Linked DNA regions of Sus scrofa: region 2 is linked to region 1. A link is a contact called in public HiChIP or PLAC-seq data. All regions are on one chromosome and are shown on one strand. Each heading gives the region's core, a stretch centred on a gene start, on an enhancer-like site or on the middle of the called end of the contact. The rest is flanking DNA. Distances are from core to core; before and after follow the strand shown.

Region 1 (7,376 bases), core at 1,734-4,233:
TTAAAGCTCTTTGGATATAAGACTAACACATCTGATTTCCAAAGTTAAGGTTCAAAAGGGAAATGAAAAGAATAAATTTTCTAGAGTGGAGCCTTTGCTTCCTGCTGGGGTACCTTCGAATTGAGAGTAGTTGAAATTTCACATTGCCTTAGGATAACTTTATGGATATCAGAACGTTGAAATGTGACACTGGGCTATTGAGAAAGGAGAACTCTGTTGGAGGACCATAAATGACCCCTCATCCTAAAAGGTGGACTTTGACCACCCCAGAGGATGGAGCCAGATGATGTGTGCTCTCCTGCTTCTTCCGGGACTCCCCTTCTGCACCGCTTCCTTGGGACTGGCAAACCCAGGTCATGAGAAGATCCACTAGGTGGCAGCTTCGAGCTGTGCTACAATTGTCTTCCTTTCTCCAGGAAAAGAAACTTTGCAAGGAGGACAGATTAGGTAAAATAATTGCACACTTTGTGCTTTCATACACGTTCTTCCATCCTTTTAGGCAGCTCAGCGGCCACCATTTCAAATTATATCTTAAACAATAAAGAATTCAGTTTCCCGGAGTTCCCACCGTGACGCAGAGGAAACGAATCCGACTAGGAACCATGAGGTTGCAGGTTCCATCCCTGGCCTCGCTCAGTGGGTTAAGAATCCAGCCTTGCCGTGAGCTGTGGTGTAAGTCGCAGACGCGGCTTGGATCTTGCGTTGCTGGGGCTCCAGCAAAGGTCAGCAGCAACAGCTCTGATTAACCCCCATCCTGGGAACCTCCATATGCCGTGGGTGTGGCCCTAAAAAAAGGACAAAAGACAAAAAAAAAAAAAAAAAGAATTCGATTTCCCAACAAATATGTATGGGGCAGGGTGGGGGGGGGGAGTTGTAATTTATCCCACAGGGAGGATAAATTCATTGATATCTCTGAGTCCTGAGTTGGAGGAATGTGCTGAAGATTCTGTATTTCCAGGTGCTGAAACTGATTCAGATTTTAATTCTCACCTCAGTCCATCCCAATCACATAGTTCTCCCCCACCTCCTTTTTTTTTTTTTTTTTTTTTTTTTTTTTGGTCTTTTTGCTATTTCTTGGGCCGCTCCCGCGGCATATGGAGGTTCCCAGGCTAGGGGTCGAATCGGAGCTGTAGCCACCGGCCTACGCCAGAGCCACAGCAACGCAGGGTCCGAGCCGCGTCTGCAACCTACACCACAGCTCACGGCAACGCCGGATCGTTCACCCACTGAGCAAGGGCAGGGACCGAACCCGCAACCTCATGGTTCCTAGTCGGATTCGTTAACTACTGCGCCACGACGGGAACTCCCCCCCTTTTTTTTTTTCACTTTTTTGGCTACCCCTGAGGGATGTGGAAGTTCCCAGGCTAGGGGTTCAATCGGAGCTGCAGATGCCAGCCTACACCACAGCCACAGCAACATGGGATCCGAACCGTGTCTGCGACCTACACCACAGATCACAGCAATGCTGGATCGCCGACCCACTGAGCAAGGCCAGGGATCAAACTCTCAACCTTGTGGTTACTGGTTGGGTTCGTTTCCACTGTGCCACAATGGGAACTCCTCTCCACTCTCTTTTAACATCAGAAACTGCATATAAACATGTATCTATATAGATATGTATATATATGACACTATATATATGACAATAGTTAATTTACTAAACGTTGTTTCCCGGCTCCTCTGCCCACATACTCCCGCCTCTGCCCTCCCTTAATTATTCTATTCCTTTTTTCCAACAGTTATTTTTTTCACCCATGATAGTCAAGTTCCCATCCTAGGGTGATGCTGGAGATGCGATGGTGACCGAGATGGACACAACCTCTCTTCCCACAGAGCTTTTAGTCTTGTGGGAAGACAGATTATTAGCTAAGCCAATTTAACGTATAGCTGTGTGAGTGCCTTGCTAGAAGGAGTACAGGATCTGGAAGGAGAAAACTCAAGCTAATACATGAGAGCTGGGAGTTAACCAGGAAACAAAGTGGGGAGGAGAGGAGTGTAAGAACATTCCAGAAGGAAGGAACAGCATGGGGGTCTTCCTCTGAGATGGAGTGGCTGTCACCCCTGGAGCACTGAGGGTGTGTGGGAGGGGGTGGGGTGGCTTGAGTCAGGGGAGGAGACAGGAGGTGACCAAGGAGAGCGGTTGCTGGAAGATGAGGGGCAGTCAGACCAGGGAGGGAGGGCCTGTTAGCCACACTGAGGAAGTCAGAGTAAAAAATCCAAGGGCAGTTGCGATACACTAAGAAAGTACAGAGGGCCACACACACAGCATGAGGGCTGTAACCCCTCACTGCCTTTAGGAAAAGGCAGCATCACTGCCAAGTCTCAGGTGGACCCACTCTCCATGCACCCCATGCCCACTTTCCACAAACAGGGGTCCACAGACCTCTCCCTGGACCTAACATGTCTTTGCAATGTGTATCTTTTAAATTTTTTGCTTTTATTTTGTTGATAATATAAAAAACATTAATGTAAGAATGTTCTGGAAGTTCCCATTGTGGCTCAGCAGTAACGAGCCTGACTAGGATGCATTAGGACTAGTGTTCAATTCCTGGCCTCACTCAGTGGGTTAGAGGATCCAAGCTGCCGTGAGTTGCAGACACGGCTTGGATCCCACCTTGCTGTAGCTGTGGTATAGGCTGGCATCTGCAGCTGCAATTGGACCTCTAGCCTGGGAACTTCCATATGTCTCAGATGTGGCCCTAAAAAAGACAAAAAAAAAAAAAAAAAAAAAAAGAGAGAGAGAGAATGTTTTGCACCAGTTTGCACCATGTGATCAACACCATCCATTTTCCTCTTCTCTGGAAACATTTTGTTTCTTCAATCTCATCATAACATACTCCCAGAAATTAGAGCAGAGGAATTCTTGGCACGAGATTGAGCCAAGGAAAAAGATAAGAAGTAACTTAGAATAAGTGTTCTGGATGGTGGCTCAAATATAAATCAGTGCCGGGTAAGAAGAGGGAGATGCTGGAGAGTGAAGCGAGCAAGTTGGCAGTGTCACAGCCGTGAAAACAAGCTGGCTGCTGTGCTCATAAAGAAGCCTGGGCTGCTCCCTGGAAAATCAGGTCCAGATATCGTCTTTCAGGATGTTTCTGGGGCCTCGGGTGGGATGTTAGTATTTTTCAGTCAAGAAATGTTAAGTTCAGAGGAGTGGGTGGAGCGCAGGAGATCTCTTTGATGGCTGGTTCCTCTGAAAACAATAAATAGCTTCTCAAAACAAGGGAGGGCAAATGGGTTTTCGTTTGGCTGCAGTTGGCAATGGCTTACTCCACCCACAGACACACAAAGGGAGGGTGGGCCGAGGAAGCAGACAACGGGCTCCAGGCCAGTCCAGTCCTGACTCCCAGAACCCCAGAGGAGGGGGTCCGGGGGACCTTTTAAAAGAACAGAGAAAGATGTTGAGAAGTGTTTATGATAGAATCTGCACAGACTTTGGTAAACATTGTCCGTCTTAACTTTGGTGTTGTACTGCGGAAGATACCCTTTTCTTTTTCCTTCACTTTTATTTTATTATTTTTTGTTTAGCAAACAAAATGTGATGTTTGTTTGGTAACCACCAAATTTACCATTTTAACCATTTTCAAGTGTGCAGTTCAGTGGCAGTGAGACATTTGTATTGTCATACAGGTGTTTTTAAAATTCAAACTCCGTTTCCTTCAAAGCTCATTTTACTTGATTTTCTGAGCCGGACGTACGAAGACGTTGAGTTCCATGAAAATCTTTGGTGCCCTCCCTTTGTTTTTGTACTTACCTGGAGGTGCCCTTGGGGCCCAATTTGCCGTGGGAAATTGAAAGTCTATGCTTCAGCCAGACTCTGATATTGACCTTCAAATGGATGTCACCCCCAGAAAACAATCAGGTTAAAAATAAATAATTTATCCCGCCCTGAAGGTAGAGCTTTCTCTTTCCAGACCCAATGGCACCAGCGCCAGAAGTGCCAACGTCTCCCAAGAGGTGAATTGGTGAGTGAGACAGGATGCAGGACGGGTGTTCTAGCTGTTCCCACAGCATTCAGGTTGCAGAAAAACACGGCCTGTTCCATTCAGGACGTGAGTTGTGGGAGAGGGAGAAATAATAGGAACAGCCCCATAGCTGTCAGGATAGAATGAGGTCATGCAAGTGAAGCATTGGCACATGCACTGAGACATCTCAATAAAGATGAGCTGTTTTTACTCACAAGACTGTACCCAAAGGAGGGAAATCACAAGAAAACAGCCAGGTTTGCAAGAAATTTTGTTTGTTTTTTGCCCAAGGCTGCAGCATGTGGAAATTCCGGGAACAGGAATGGAGCCCATGCCACGGCAGTGACAGTGCCAGATCCTTAACCTGCTGTGCCACCAAGGAACTCCAAAAATTTTATTATTTGTTTTGTTTTGTTTTGTTTTGTTTTGTTTTGTTTTGTTTTGTTTTGTTTTGTTTTGTTTTATTTTATTTTATTTTATTTTATTTTATTTTATTTTGTCTTTTTGCTATTTCTTGGGCCGCTCCCTTGGCATATGGAGGTTCCCAGGCTAGGGGCTGAATCGAAGCTGTAGCCACCGGCCTACGCCAGAGCCACAGCAACGCAGGATCCAAGCCGCGTCTGCAGCCTACACCACAGCTCACGGCAACGCCAGATCCTTAACCCACTGAGCAAGGGCAGGGATCGAACCCACAACCTTCTGGTTCCTAGTTGGATTCGTAACCACTGCGCCACGACGGGAACTCCAGAATTTTATTTTTTTAAAAAATTGTTTCAGACATATATTGCAGTCTTGCACAAACTCTAGATGTCCGTGATACTGTGAAGTGCTTACTCATAACCAGGTTAAGGGTCCCGTGATGTAGCTGTCCCCACATCCAGCTGTCCCAGTCAGCTAGTCATCAAAGTGGGAAAACAGGTAGAAGTACATTACTGAGTTTTGGAGAGAGAATGTTTTCTGCTCTTACTTTAAAAGAAAGTTTTGTTAACCAAAATATTTACTTTCTTGAGCATTCTTTTAAGTCCAGCTTTGGTTATCCTAGATGTGTTTCACTGCATTAAAATACAGTAAGATAATGATAATAAAGTCAAGTCAATGCATTAAACCAAAGATGCTATAGGAATGCCACAAACTTTTTTTTAATTAAATTTTTTTTTCAATTTTATTGTGGTGTAGTTGACTTACACTGTTGTGTTACTTTCAGGTGTAGAGCAAAGTGAATCAATTATACCTATACATATGTCCATTCCTTTTCAGATTCTTTTTCCATATAGGTTAGTACACAGAATTGAATAGATTTCCCTGTGCTATACTGTAGGTCGTTTTTACTTACCTATTTTATATTTAGAAATCTTTGAGTCTATTTCTTTTTTTGTGAATAAATGTCCTGTATCTTTTTTATTAGACTCTACATTATTAGTCATCTCATGTATTTGTCTTTCTCTGACTTATTTCACTTAGTACAATGATCTCTAGACCCATCCAAGTTGCTGCAAATGGCGTTATTTCGTTCTTTTTAATGACTGAGTAATATTACATTATATATATGTACCACGTCTTCTTTATCCATTCCTCTATCAATGGACATTTAGGTTGCTTCCATGCCTTGGCTATTGTAAATAGTGCTGCAGTGAACATTGGGGTGCATGTTTCTTTTCAAATGATGGTTTTCTTTGGATAGATGCCCAGGGTTGGGATTGCTGGATCATATGGTACTTCTATATTTAGTTTCTTAAGGAAATGACATACTATTCTCCATAGTAGCTGCACCAATTTACATTCCCACCAACAATATAGGAGAGTTTCTTTATTCTCCACACCCTCTCCAGCATTTATTGTTTGTAAACTTTTTGATGATGGCCATTCTGACTGGTGTGAGGTGATAACTCATGGTAGACTTGATTTGCATTCCTCTAATAATTCGTGATATGGTCTTTTTGGCCATATGTATGTCTTCCTTGGGGAAGTGTCCATTTAGAGCTTCTGCCAATTTTTTGATTGGGTTTATTTTTTTGACATAAAGCTATATGAGATAATAGTATATTTTGGAGATTAATCCCTTTCAGTCCCTTCATTTGCAAAGATTTTCTTCTGTGGGTTGTCTTTTCATTTTTTAATGGTTTCCTTTGCTGTGCAAAACACTTAAGTTTAATCAGGTCCAATTTATTTATTTTTGCTTTTGTTTTCATTGCTCTAGCAGGTGGATCCAAAAAGATATTGCTGAGATTTATGTCAGAGTGTTTTGCCTACATTTTTTTTCGTTGTTTTGGGTTTTTTGTCAGATTTTTTTTTTAAACTGGGCTGCATCTTTTGTCTGCATTTAATTAGTAAATGTGTTTGAATTTTATAGCTTAAATGATTTTTAGGCATGAGAAGGTATATCTAGGTTTAGATTTGCACACTTTTTAGCAACATTATAATAAAACCATTTAAATCAGCACCAACATTAAACAGAACTTTTGTTTCTTTTAAAAGAAATCTGTCCATTACTCAAGTTTGTGAAACAGCGAAAAGATAGAAAATAACACAGGCTTTGGAATCAGATAAAATTGAGTTCAAGACCCAATTCCTCCACAAATAACAAATGCTGGAGGGGGTGTGGAGAAAAGGGAACCCTCCTGCACTGTTGGTGGGAATGTAAATTGGTACAACCACTATGGAAAACAATATGGAGGTATCTCAGAAAACTATACATAGAACTACCATATGACCCAGAGATCCCACTCTTGGGCATATATCCAGATAAAACTTTCCTTGAAAAACACACATGCATCTGCATGTTCATTGCAACACTATTCACAATAGCCAAGACATGGAAACAACCCAAGTGTCCATTGAAAGATGGTTGGATTAGGAAGATGTGGTATATATACACAATAGAATACTACTCAGCCATAAAAAAGGACAAAATAATGCCATTTGCAGCAACATGGATGGAACTAGAGACTCTCAGACTGAATGAAGTAAAGCAGAAAGAGAAAGACAAATACCATATGGTATCACTGATAGCCAGAATCTAATATATGGCACAAATGAACATTTCCACAGGAAAGAAAATCATGGACTTGGAGAATAGACTTGTGGTTGCCAAGTGGGAGGGGGAGGGAGTGGGATGGATTAGGAACTTGGGGTTAATAGAGGCAGATTATTGCCTTTGGGATGGATAAGCAATGAGATCCTGCTCTGTAGCACTGGGAACTATGTCTAGTCGCTTATGATGGGGCATGATAATGTGAGAAAAAGGAATCTATACATATATGTGTAACTGGGTCACCATGATGTACAGTAGAAAACTGACAGAACACTGTAAACCAGCTATAATGAAAAAAATAAAAATCATAATATATTAAAAAAAAGACCCAATTCCTCTACTCCCTGGCTGTGTCATCTTGGGTGAATTGCTTGACTTTTCAA
Region 2 (6,851 bases), core at 2,338-4,837, 240 kb after region 1:
TGGAGCTGCAGCTTCTGACCTACACCACAGGTACAGCCAGCAATGCCAGATCTGAGCCAAGTCTGTGACTCACATCACAGCTCACAGCAATGCTGGATCCTCAACCCACTGATCGAGACCAGGGATTGAACCTGCATTCTCATGGATACTAGTCGGGTTCGTTACTACTGAGCCACAATGGGAACTCCCATATTAGCTTCTTTTTAGTAGCTACATCATTTTTGTGAATAAAATTGTATTTATCCTGTCCAGCACACTGTCCCAGTACAGATCTGGTTAGCAACTCATTCTTTGGAGGTTCCACAGCAGTTTGCATATACTGCTATTATAAGATTAAGTACAAAAGCAATCTATTTTTATTGTGTTTTGATTTTAATTTCTTCTAATTATTTTATTGTGTTCTTCCATTTGACTATGAACTCTGCATAGGTAAATTTCTCATCATTTTGTTGTAGTGGTTAATAACATATCTATTATTCAAAACAGATAAATGTTTGTCAAATACATGTTGCAATAATCTCTCTACAGTGCTTTTTAAAGATAACTCTAGTAAACAAAGATCATTGTACCATAAAGTTACATGAAAATTTTGAGAGAAGAGGCCCATCGAGGTTAATAAGCCCATCTCCTTTCCTAGAGGCCTGCTTACACCAAACCATCCAGATGAAGGATTGTTTAACTTGGGTCTAATAAGCAACAGGAAAAAGGATTATTAAACCCAAGTGCTTAGCCAGGTGTATGCCTCCAAGTGTACAATGATTGAAAACATCATGTAAGATATGAACGAATTACCATGAAGAATCAGCACCACCACGGCAAAGTAATCAGTTTTAGCAGACTAAAGCCACAAACAAACCTGTTCCAAGAAACCTGATGCTGGAAACTTCCAGCGAATTCTGCTGCCTTGGCAGTTATGTGCCATCCAACAGCCTGAACCAGAGAACTTATTTAGAGAACAGCATGCCTTTCGGGAGATTGCAATGCCTCTGACCTTAAACTAAACATAGGGGCCTGGAAGATTATGGTTCTATTTCTGTTGTTTGTGGGTGGTGTTTTTTTTTTTTGGCCACGCCCAAGTTATGTGGCGTTACCCAGTCAGGGCTTGAACCTGCGCCACAGCAATGATTAGAGCCACACCAGTGACAATGTCGGATCCTTAACTCCATGCTGGTTTTTTGTTTTTATGTCCTTCATAGCCTTTCTTGGAGTTCCCTGGTGGTCTAGCATTTAAGGAGCCAGCATTGTCACTGCTGTAGCACAGATTCTATCCCTGGCCTGGGGAACTTCTTCATACCACTGGCATGGCCAGAAAAAAAAGAAAAATCCTTTCTTAATTGGTCTTCTATTAATACAATTCTTTGGTAACACTGCCTCAAGACTTTAAACTTTTCTGGATTTTGCAAACCTGATGTATATTTTCCAGATTAGTGTTGATAGCAATGCCTCCAGGTGATAATTAATAGAAAATGTTGAAACAGGTTCTCCTGACAATGAGATCCTGCATGCACTGAAGTGATAAGGAACCTAAAATGCAGGTGTGGTTGAAGGTGCATGCAGTCACAGCTCTTTTCCTTTCTGTCCAAAACTTCCCATCAGAAAAGCTGCAACCAAGAGTTCCCATTGCAGCTCAGTAGGTTAAGAACCTTACACAGAGTTCATGAGGATGTGGGTTCAATCCCTGTCCTTGCTCAGTGTATTAAGGATCTGTCATGGCCGCGAGTTGCGGCACAGGCCTCGGCTACAGCTCCAATTTGACCCCTAGCCTGGGAATTTCCATATGCCACAGATATGGCCATATAAAGAGGAAGGAAGGAAGAAAGAAAGAAACAGAAGTTACAACCAAAATAAATGAAGCTGTTGCTTGATTATGGAAGGGTGTTTCAATTACCTGGGAAGAAGGGAAGACACTAGCCCTTCCTTATCAGCTCCTGAGAAGATGAAAGAGGGAACATACCTGAGGCACAGTCAGTCCCCAGTGACTGACTTTGTCCCCAGGCCCACACACACAGCCTCTCCGAAGACCCTCAGCAGCCTGAGGCAGAGAATGCTAAGCACTGGTGAGGCGTCAAGGTCTAGGGAGTTCACTGGGCTGGTTTCTTAGGGAGCAGGCACTAAAGACGGGAGAGGAAAAGGCCTTATTCACCTAGGACCTGATCTGTAAAGAAAGTTGTCTCTGGGTGGTGGTCTTTGCCACCATAAGTCTGCAGGATCAGCAAGGTCATGCTTTTTTGTTTGTTTGTTTTTTGCTTTTTAGGGCCACACCTGCAGCATATGGAAGTTCCCAGGCTAGGGGGCGAATCAGAGCTGTAGCTGCCGGCCTACCCCACAGCCACAGCAATGCCAGATCCAAGCCACAGTTCATGGCAATGCCAGATCCTTAACCCACTGATGGAGGCCAGGGATCAAACCCGCACCCTCATGGATACTAGTCAGGTTCATTTCTGCTGAGCCACAACAGGAACTCCAGCAAGGCCCTGCTCTGAATTCACAGCATGATCCCAGGTGGAGAGCAGCAGGGGCAGACCCATAAAGCGGCCATGGGCAATTAGACAGAGGCAGTCAGGCCTGGTAGAACCACACTGTGCAGGTACAGAGAAGAGGCCCAAACTGTAGCCAGTTCTGCAGACAGTGGCCACAGGGTCTTACCAAGATGACAGAACCCAGGTCACAGCCACGCTATGAAGGGGCTCAAGTCTGTACCCTCTTTCCTGCCAAATTTATAAATACCAATGCTAGGAAAAGCTAAAAAGCATTTTCATATCCCACCACTGCTGGAACTTCTTTCCATCAACCACTTCACAAAATCCCCTCCTAATGCGGAAGAAATCTTCTTATGTTTCTTTCTGTTACTTTAGGAAATATGAACTAAATATTTTTCAGGTAAAATATATAAATATTCATTGTAAAATATTTATTTATTTATTGTCTTTTTAGACCTGTGGCATATGGCGGTTCCCAGGCTAGGGGTTGAATCAGAGCCGTAGCTGCTGGCATATGCCACAGTCCCAACAACTCAGGATCTGAGCCTCATCTTCGACCTACACCACAGCTCACAGCAACGCTAGGTCTTTAACCTGCTGAGTGAGGCAGGGATCGAACCCACATCCTCATGGATACTGGTTGGTTTCATTAACTGCTGCGCCACAACAGGAACTCCGTAAAATATTTAAATGTTTATATTATAAGTCATTCTCTGGCCCCAAAAGTGTTCCCTGCTGAGGACTTGCTACATCTTAGAATGGAAGGCTGTGTTTTGGCTTGTTTTATTTATGGATTTCGGAAAAAGAGAGTAACTAAAGCTGATCAAATAGACCATCCTACACTTTACCAAAAAAAAAAAAAAAAAAATTTTTTTTTTTCTTCTTTTGCTTTGGGCTTGTGACCAGCATGGAAAAGTTTTAGTCTCTAAATAGACTCTTTCAGGAAGTTTTGGATGATGGTGAAGGATGGTATAAAGAGAGATGTTGTGACACCCTAACTTCAGCCTTGATGAATAGTTCCTTATGCAAAAACTACAGTGACTCGTGGGCTTCAGGGATCCGGTCTTTCATTAAATTATGAGACAAGGAGAGTGACAGCTGGCATTCATGTCCCCTTGGCAGGCGGTCCAGCTCAGGCTTGCTGACTGAAGGAATGAGTGTGGAGAACTCACCAGTTGTCTAACATCTTGGCTCAGGCATCTGGTCTTCAAGGGGTTCCTGAAGGATTTGGGGAGCACCCCTGATAGCCATCTGCATGCTGCAGTCATCACCAAGTGCTGCTTCTTTACACTGCTTCAGAAAAATGTATGAGACTATAGATCTGAACTTGTCACAATCACACTGAGGTTTGTCCTGGAAGATTGTCCTTGAAATAAAACTAAGATGCCAAACTGCTCAGCTTCTCTGAATGAGAAGTGGTTTTTTTCGTTGCTTTTTTGTTTGTGTTTGTTTTTGTCTTTTCGCCATTTCTTGGGCTGCTTCCACGGCATATGGAAGTTCCCAGGCTAGGGGTCTAATCGGAGCTGTAGCCACCAGCCTATGCCAGAGCCACAGCAACGCAGGATCCAAGCCGCGTCTGCAACCCACACCACAGCTCACGGCAATGCTGGATCTTTAACCCACTGAGCAAGGGCAAGGATCGAACCTTCAACCTCATGGTTCCTAGTCAGATTCGTTAACCACTGAGCCACGACAGGAACTCCCCGAGAAGAGTGTTGAGGGGTCTCAAATGTTCAGGGAAAACAGGTTTGTTTACCCAACTTATTAAAAAGTAAGTGGCCTGGGGTGACAGCTTGATATTAAAAACAGTCTTGAAAGAAAAACACATGGTCCTCCTAAACTTCCAGTTCCTCTGAGTTACACATCTTACCACATGCAGACTCACAAACAATATGCAGATGTTCTTTGAACATAGGTTTCAAAAGATCCCTATTTTAAAAATTTTCTTAATCATATTCACCAAATTCTCTATATATTCTGAAAGTTTTCAGAATCATTCTTTTTCTGGTCCTATTGATCTTTCTCTTTTTTTCTTTTTTGGCCACACACACAGCATATGGAAGTTCCTGGGCCAGGGATGGAAATCAATCACTGCTATGACCTATGCCACAGCTGAGGTAATGCCTGATCCTTAAACCACTGCCCCAGGCTGGGATTCGAACCCACACTGCAACAGAGCCAGAGCCAGATCCTTAACCCGCTGGACCATAGCAGGAACTCCCCTACTGATCTCTGAGTCAATATGGTACTCCTGGAGTTCCCCTTGTGGCACAGCAGAAACAAATCCGACTAGGAACCATGAGATTGCAGGTTTGATCCCTGCCCTCACTCAGTGGGTTAAGGATCTTGCATTGCCGTGAGCTGTGGTGTAGGTCAAAGACACGGTTGTGGCTCTGGTGTAGGCCTGCAGCTACAGCTCCGATTAGACCCGTAGCCTGAGAACCTCCATAAAAAGACAAAAGACTATATATATATATGGTACTCCTGTTAAGATTTTACTTTGATTTGGCATCATTTTGTATAATCATTGCCTAGATAAAATTCTGTCAGTTTTTGACTTTTCAGCAAGTTTTTTTTTTTTTTAGTATATGATTTCCTGCTTCTTCAACATGAGTGATTATTTGAGGATATAATAATCCTTCAAACTACAACTATTAGAATAGGACAAAAGTTGCAAGGGAATGATTTTCCAACAGTGAACTACTTAGCATTGTTTCAGATTTAACGTTTTTGTAACTAAAGAAAACTAAGTTGTTTTTAATCTATTTTTAAAACTAATGATTGAAAAGCTATCTATAAGGGAACTTCTTTGAGGAGCATACGATTTTTTTTTTTTTTTCTGATCTTTTTTTAGGGCTGCACCCACGGCATATGGAAGCTCCCAGGCTAGGGGTCGAATTGGATCTCTAGCCACTGGCCTACACCACAGCCACAACCATGCCATATCCGAGCCGTGTCTGTGACCTACACCACAGCTCACAGCAACACTGGATCTTTAACCCACTAAGCGAAGCCAGGGATCAAACATGCATCCTCAGGGATGCTAGTCAGATTGGCTTTCCAATGAGCCACGATGGGAACTCTGGAGTACAGGATTCTTAAGAATCTCAGTTGGTTAGTTGGTCACCAGGAAAGGACAGCGAAGCCTTTATAGTTCGCTGACTTTCCTGAGGTCTCATTTTACGTTTCAAGACCTCTGTCTTCTAATATCACTCAGCTGAAAAGAGATACAGTAGGTGTAATCAAAGGAGAAGAGTAAAAGAGAGGAAACAGCTGGCATACGTTAACCACCTTTAAGAGCTTAAAAAACCACCTGGGATTCCAAAGAATCATGACATGCGTGATAATTCCTAAGCATAATCATTCTTTGGTGAGAGAAGCCACAGAAGAGACGCAAGAGTGAATATATATCCAACAAAAGGGTCTCTGTTTAGCACCCGGAAGAAAAAAAATCAAATTACCCCTATGTCTAAACAGTAAGGTCATCTTCCAATGAACTCAAAAACGTAATACTTCTAAGATATACTCCTGGCCCCATTCCAATTACTATATGACCTTGAAGAAACTGCTTTTGAAGTTTTCTGTGTCTATAAAACCTGGATACTAGTACTATCTGTCCCAGATGGCTAGAATTGGATGAATTAATTAGTTCAAGCTGGAAAGGTCTTTGATAATGTTCACTGCTGAATATTCTTATTGTTAAGGGTGCAGGTGGAGGCAATGTGACAGCCCATCTATAATTAGAAAGGCCTAGAAACTGCAAATGGTGCCAACACCCCAGGAGTTAAGTGAAGGAGACAATACCCTGTGTCATTTTCTGCCTGAGACAAGCGGCTTGTTATGACTGAATGCCTAGGTCCCTCTTTCATCCTCTGGCAAAGGTTGCAGCTTGTCGTGAACATGCCCACCAGAGAGTGTAGTTTTTACTGGGTGTAAGCTTTTGAAGGCTGTGTTATAAATAAAGTGCTGACATTCATTAAAACACAGTCTCAGGATTACATGCTTGTTAATTCATTTGAGTCGAGAGTATAAAAAAGTCCTTCCCCAGAAATACCTGTCATCTGAAAAATGCAGAAAATTTCACCTAAAAAACGAAGGGAGTTTCTTTTGTGGCTCAATGGTAACGAAACTGAATAGTAGTATCCATGAGGATTTGGGTTTGATCCCTGGCCTTGCTCAAGATCTGGCAAGGATCTTAAAGGATCTGGCATTGCCATGAGTTTGTGGTGTAGGTCACAGACGAGGCTCAGATCTGGTTTGCTGTGGCTGTGGCACAGGCTGGCAGCTGTAGCTCCGATTCGACCCCTGGCCTTGGAACTTCCATATGCTGTGGGAGCAGCCCTAAAGAACAAAACAAAACAAACAAACAAC

Evidence for each region. HiChIP or PLAC-seq counts read pairs in DNA pulled down with a chosen protein or histone mark.
Region 2: an H3K27ac HiChIP or PLAC-seq map of skeletal muscle shows a contact between it and region 1. The contact joins two enhancer-like sites. A contact is called at or near these places in 5 of 47 Hi-C or Micro-C datasets (embryonic fibroblasts, skeletal muscle and subcutaneous adipose tissue) and 1 of 2 datasets of contacts at active chromatin or transcription factors (skeletal muscle).

What each region holds. Positions count from the first base shown.
Region 1 is chr17:5,296,043-5,303,418 of Sscrofa11.1, forward strand. The region is part of intron 2 of PDGFRL (platelet-derived growth factor receptor-like protein); the gene reads left to right. Among named protein-coding and RNA genes, the nearest start is that of PDGFRL, 21 kb to the left of the region's middle. Within about 2 kb of position 2,984, at least 30 of the 83 cell types and tissues checked have an H3K27ac peak or open chromatin away from gene starts, as enhancers often do. A contact at or near this core is called in skeletal muscle, where this site is marked.
Region 2 is chr17:5,537,369-5,544,219 of Sscrofa11.1, forward strand. No RefSeq gene overlaps it. Among named protein-coding and RNA genes, the nearest start is that of MTUS1, 34 kb to the left of the region's middle. Within about 2 kb of position 3,588, at least 2 of the 83 cell types and tissues checked have an H3K27ac peak or open chromatin away from gene starts, as enhancers often do. A contact at or near this core is called in skeletal muscle, where this site is marked.